Regions from separate parts of the Sus scrofa genome. Here region 1 is linked to region 2. The links are chromatin contacts, called in public Hi-C maps. All regions are on one chromosome and are shown on one strand. The core of a region is the stretch at or near the end of the contact, and the rest is flanking DNA. Distances in the headings are between cores, read along the strand shown.

Region 1 (2,961 bases), core at 318-2,817, 200 kb after region 2:
GAGCGCAGGAATCCCGTCCCCAGAGCTCATTCTTCTACGACTCAACCTAGGAGCCCACAGGACGCCTGAACAGCGCGCACTGGAGACCTGCACCGCGCCCCTGGCCGTAGCCGCAGTGTCCTCCTAAAGGGCAGGGACGCCCAGAGTCCTCAAGCCTTAAAAGAGTCTTCAGCCCGAGACTCCCCGGGATTCCCACTGCCCGCCGCGAGGCGGTACAAAAAGAGAAGCGCCGTGAGGGGCTGACCGCACGGCACCAGGTGATGTCAGCGAACTCCGCGCGGGGCACGGTTGGGGCGGAATTAGAAACCAAGAGTACCGAGCGAGGGAGGCGACGTGGTCGCTTTTTCTTACCGAGGTCTGCGCTTCCGGGTGCACGTCCACCAGTGTACACCAGCTACGCGTCCCGTTCATCATCTTCCCGAGAGGGTCACGGAACACACACACAGCCCTCCGCCTTGCAGTCTGGCTCCTACTAGGCGAGCGCGCGCCGAACCGCCCCCCCCTTGTATAGGTGCGTCAGGGGCGGAGGCTGGCAATAGGACACGCCCCCAGGACGCGGTTCGCCAATGACTGAGCAAAATTGTGAAGTGGGCGTAGCCTAGAGGCTTCAGGCCACGCCCGTCTGCGCTCGCTCCGATTTACCTAAAGGTGGGGCTTGGGAGCTACTATCTACTTAACTGAAGTTTTGTCCAGTGTTATATGATTGTACCTCAAACGTTAGTCTTGCCCTCTCATTTCAACTCTAAGGCCAGTGTTGGTAAGAGAGGTTCACCCTGCCAGCCCCTAGAGGATGCAAAATTGGAAAAAAACCTTCCATACATTCTCCTCTCCCTATATTTAGGCCAGCCTGTAGGCTTTGTAGAACTGAGAAACCTTTCCTCCGCCATACAGGCTGCCAGGGCCAGCTCACTCAGACTGGCCTAAGCCAGTCTGGCAGGTGCCCTTCCTTGGCAGAAAGCCCAGGCCAAAGTCAAAGCCAGCTTGGCTCTGGGTGGGGCTTGTTTTGCAGAAGCTATTATATCAAAGCTGCCCTTATATGGATGGGAGAGGCGGGACACATTGCCTTAAAAGGAATTTGTATTCTTGAGAAGGGATGAACCTTAACTTCTCCAATGACATTTGCTCCCTTGGCCCAGGTTAGCATCTTAAGGACCTAGAAGAGAGGATGATCAAGAAAGATCTTGGAGCCTCTTCCAGTCCAGCTGCTCTTAGCATATGGCTTCTCCACCAGGCTATGGTCCATATGGACATGACAGGAGGAGGCCTGACCCACTCCAGAGTGGGCAGAAAGCCTGAATCTGACAGAAGGCTCTGCTGATCAGCTAGCTCCCTGTTCAAGGCAACACAAGAGGAATGCCAGGTAGGAATGGATGGCTATCTTTGTGTCTAAGAGGTGAATGCTGGGGCTATCCCTATGTTCCCAAGGAATAAAAAAAAAAAAAACCAGTTCCAGTCTAACCCTCGAAGGCATTTACTGGCCTTGTTCTTCCCAGAATGTTGTTCAGGAGAGAAGGGAGCTGTTACCAATACTCCATTTATTTCTTAAGGAAATAAAGGAAACCTAGGGAACCTAAGGCTCCCTAGGTTCCATCTGATCTGTTGTAAAGGACCTCTAAAAAGTGAAGTTAAGAAAACCCCAGCTTCGGTCTCTAAATTGAACAATAAAATGGTTTCTTCATAAAGTTAAGATGGGGGAGAATGAGAAGACAAGTCAAAAATTTCAGAATAGATATATAATTTTATGTTTAATTTAAAATAAATTCAATGCTGGATTGGATTGAACTGGGAGATAATATATGATTTGCAGAATAGAGGAACTTTTTTTTTAATCACAAAATCACAAGTTATTGGTGAAAACAGACTTCTCCCTCCTCAAGGCTCTGTACAGAGCCTGCTTAGGAAATAAGAGAGATGAATCATCTCCCTTACCTCCTCCCCACCAGAACTTGGCTCTCCCCAAATCCCAAAGGAGGAATAAATCCTCCATTGCCTCTTTCCATTTCTACCAAGAGTCAGCCTCTAGCCCCTCTGTATGAGGACCAAGCTCCTGAGATATTGAGGGTCCCTCAGTTCCCTAGTGAGGTTGGGCACATCTGATCACAAGGCCACAGAGACCAAAACCTTTGCTTTTCGAACTTGTGTAGACAGTTGTTAGGGTTCCCAGGTGTGACCATCTTACAAGCACATCCAGTCAGAGAGGGAGAAGAGGAAGGATGGAAACCCTGAGCAGAACCAGGCCTCACCACCTTATCATGGCCCTACCAAAGTCCCTCTCGCAGGGGTTCCTAAGTAGAGAAGCTGGTAGCTCTGTCCATCGGTCACTGGGGCAGCAGGAGGGGTTCTTGGAGAGGTATGAATGTGCAGGTATAAAAGGCAAGAAGGGCATCCTTATCTCCTCACCCCGGCTAAGGCACTGAAAAGAAAGGAGGAAATGGTAAAGACGGGAAGGGGAGGAGAAAGGGTCCCTTGGATCTTGGCCTGGGGAAGACAAAAAATATAGGACTGGAGACAGGTGGGGACTACCACGTGGGCCCCATGACTGTGCAAAGAAGAGCATCTGAGAAGTGGGTAGAGCCACGCCAGCATGTCCGTTACCCATTATGTCCTCCTTACCCTGCTCCAGAATGGGAGGAAAATGAGTTACAGGAGTCAAGGGAGCAGAATCATATAGGGTATTTCCCTGAGCCTGGGGTGTAGGGTTAAAGAAATAAAGCTTTATACACATGGCAATTTCGATCCCTTCCTCTCCTGCTCAATCAGCCTATATGCTGACCGAGCTGCTGCTGTGAGGGAGTCGGGGTGGGGGGAGTCAGCACTTGAGGAGAGGATTCAGCTGGCTAAAACGCCCACTCCTCCAGAGGAAAGGGAAAGCCCATCCACCAGCTCAACACTGATGCCTTTTTATCACCATCACCCAGACCCCTCCCTGTCATAGGTCTGAATAATTGGGTCTCCCACAGC
Region 2 (3,095 bases), core at 317-2,816:
CACCACCACCACCAGCTGCGGGCCTCTCAGGATCCCCGCCCCTGCTCTTTGGTCCCCTCTCGGCCCTGGGAGTGAGGGGCTGGAGGCAGGGAGCACACGGATGAGGCACCTGTGGAAACAGCCCGCAGACCTAGCGGAGGCCTCTGCCCCGGACCAAGAAACAGGCCTGCGACCTGCTGGGTCAGATCAGGGCCAGAGCAGCCCTCCCAGGAAGGATGTCTTCCTCCTTCGGAGTAAAAAGAAAGCAGAGAGAGCAGGAAGGTCTGGTTTTAATGAGTATCTTTAAAAGCCTTTGCAACAGCAGACACAGCCCAAGGCAGCCTGGAAACCCACACTGATGGCAGCAGGGCTCTCTTGCTCCCAGATGACCCTGCGGAACAGAAACGGTGCTACTAACTCCGGAGTGTGGCTTCCGCCTACCTCACATTTAAAGAGCCCGACCTGCAAAACCATCTCAGAAATCGAGCCTGCGAAATGGGTGATGGTCCTCATCACGTAGCTGGGTTTGCCTGGGGCGGGGGGCGCCCGATCCAAACTGCCCCCACACTTTCCAGAAGCAGTAGGAAAAGCCCCTCTGGACAGAAGGAGAGGGCCACGCTGGAATTCCGCAGCCTCAGCGCAAGGCCTTGATCCTAAGGCCTCCCACCCCCATCTCGCTGCCTCTCTTTCCTCCACAGCTACTCCCATTTCCATCCTCTTAATCTGTGTCACTGGATTAAGAAGACGGATGTCTCTCCCTGCCACAGACATGCCAGACAAACCCCGAGCCTCTCTTCACAGCCCCCAACTCCCCAGAGTGGTGTCAGGAAAACTCAACACTTGCACGAAATTTCTCTGCAGCGTCTGTTTGGTTTCTTTCACACCCTGGGCCGAGGAGCCGGTGCGTGCGTATTTTCACAGGAGTAAAGAAGCCTCTGTCTGTAAGTGAGGTTAACACCCACCCTGAGGCTGGATTCTTTCTGGGCTCTCTCAACAGCTGAGCATCATGATTTTGCTAATTAAGCCGCTTTCTTCTCCTTAATTAGCTGCATGTGAATCTTGTTGGGAAGTCTTGGATCCGTGAAATAGTCTGGGACAAGAATCAAAAAGAAGAAATGGTCTAAACCCAAGGGGAAAAGACTGGGAGGGAGGCGCTTACTCTGCGAAAAAGTTAGAGTGGCTCTGTCTTAGCAGGACTGTTACCAGCGGCCCCCGCTTTCCAAGGTAAATGAGATGTCACAGCAAATCCCAAGGTCACTGTTTCCCCCTGCCCCCCACCCCCAGCAGCTCTCAGCCTCCAGCTCAAGCGTTCCCAGGAAAGGCTGACACAGGACAGGCCCTGTCCCCTCCACACCGCCCTGCTGCTCTCTGGTCAGCTTGCTGACGCACAGGGAGCCAGCGGAGGGCCGAGGGAGCCTCCGGCTTTCTGCTCCCGGCCCACCTCGGGGCCCAAAGAGATACCAAGTGTCATTCTTGTCTCCACTCGGCCTGCTGGCTCCTGTCTCGGAGACATGACGCCCTCTGAGAATATCCTCGCAGCGGAGAGCCAGGCTCTCTCGCAGGATGACGACAGAGGAGGATTTTTATACACCCAGCAGAGTGTGAATCAGAGGCAGCATCTGCTCTGGCAGCAAAGACGTCCTTCGTTCGATTCAGCCAGAAACGGGCTGGGGCGGCAACCGACTCCGACTCGACTCCCGGGGGCCGACAGGACCCGCGAAACCGTCGGCCCCGCCCCTTCCCTTTAAATACCATTGACCTTAAGCCGTCGCGGGGCAGCAGAGCCCATTAGAATCACCTGGGGAGCCTTTCAAACGGGGCTGTCGGGCCCCACCCCAGACTAATTAAGTCAGAACCCCGGGGGACGGCCCGGGCATCGGTATTTTTTAAACGCTCCCCAGCTGATTTTAATGTGCAGCCAGGGATGCCAGCCCTGCTTTACGATTCCCGGGGAAAAAGCCGCCCGTCTGCTCCTCTGGGAATCTCAGAATTCTTAACAATCCTCACCCTGAGCAAGTGCTGCCTCATTTCTTATCTGTCCTCATTTTGAGGAAATGACAACCGGAGGAAAGAGACTATTGAGCAAAGCTCTCTTGGGAGCCATCAGGTAAAGAAATACCCTAGTCTCTGCAGGGAGAATCCTGGGCTTGTCCGAGTCTAAATTCGCAATAACACTCCTGGTGCTGGCTTATCAAACGCCCCGAAATGGAGGCCGCCTGACTTACCTGCCGCAAATTCTTGAATGTTGTCTGGTCTTTGCAGAAATATTTCTCTGGAAAACATCAAGGGAGAAGGGGAGGAAGTAAAGCTGGTCCTGCACTGTCAGGGCAGGTGACCTGAGACACAGCCACCGTGGCAGGCAGACAGCCAGAGAACTCCTGACAAGGACCCTTTTCTTCCTGCTTCTCCTGCAGTCAGGATCTGGGGTCAGGACCAAGACTTTCTAAACAGCAAGAAGCCTAGGGAACACTGGCCTCACAAGACAGCTGGTGCTGCAGCCCGGTGAAGCCCTCATTCATTCACTCAACAAAATGAGAACTGGAGGCCACGATAGGGCCAGGCAGCAAGTTGTCGAGCACGCTGCCGAGTCCTCGAGGGACTTGGGTGCGGTGGGACAGATATGCAGCCCACTGCCTCCTGAATAAGAGTAACCAGTAATTGCCACAGGTGCGGGGAGAGTATAGTAAAGAAAGGTGAGGAGTGCCCGTCGTGGCCGTGGCACGAATCTGACTAATGTCCATGAGGACGCAGGTTCGATCCCCAGCCTAGGGCAGTGGGTCAAGGATCTGGCGTTGTTGTGAGCTATGGTGTAGGTCACAGATGTGGCTCAGATCTGGCGTGGCTGTGGCTGTGGTGCAGGCCGGTGGCTACAGCTCCGATTTGATCCCTAGCCTGGGAACTTCCATATGCCGTGGGTGTGGCCCTAAAAAGACAAAAGACAGATTAAAAAAAAAAAAAAAAAAAAAAAAAAAAACCACCAACACCCAAAGCTGAGAAGGCGGGCTTGAGGTAGTCATTGGTCCTGCAGTACAGTGGACACTGGGGCAACACCTGCAGTGCCGGTGCCACTGGGAAGCTTAAAATGCCTTATATCCTGCAGTTTTATGGCTCATAAA

The links. A called contact is a pair of places that touch in the nucleus more often than the background predicts.
Region 1: a contact with region 2 is called in a Hi-C map of mesenteric adipose tissue, with 2.6 times the contacts expected there. The contact joins the promoter of TUFT1 here to the enhancer-like site in region 2. A contact is called at or near these places in 4 of 5 promoter capture datasets (fetal liver, fetal skeletal muscle, liver and 1 more), 19 of 47 Hi-C or Micro-C datasets (alveolar macrophages, blood, brain and 12 more) and 2 of 2 datasets of contacts at active chromatin or transcription factors (alveolar macrophages and skeletal muscle).

The regions. Positions count from the first base shown.
Region 1 is chr4:97,703,087-97,706,047 of Sscrofa11.1, forward strand. TUFT1 (tuftelin) reads right to left here and starts at 1,568. Exons shown (of 12, transcript XM_021089860.1): 1 at 352-1,568. The coding sequence starts at 414. CGN (cingulin) reads right to left here. Exons shown (of 21, transcript XM_013997148.2): 21 at 1,719-2,961.
Region 2 is chr4:97,498,410-97,501,504 of Sscrofa11.1, forward strand. It overlaps RIIAD1 (RIIa domain-containing protein), which reads right to left. Exons shown (of 5, transcript NM_001159765.1): 3 at 2,205-2,251; 4 at 942-1,069; 5 at 266-370. The coding sequence ends at 999. Among named protein-coding and RNA genes, the nearest start is that of RIIAD1, 7.7 kb to the right of the region's middle. Within about 2 kb of position 1,567, at least 28 of the 83 cell types and tissues checked have an H3K27ac peak or open chromatin away from gene starts, as enhancers often do. A contact at or near this core is called in fetal liver, mesenteric adipose tissue, omental adipose tissue and 2 more, where this site is marked.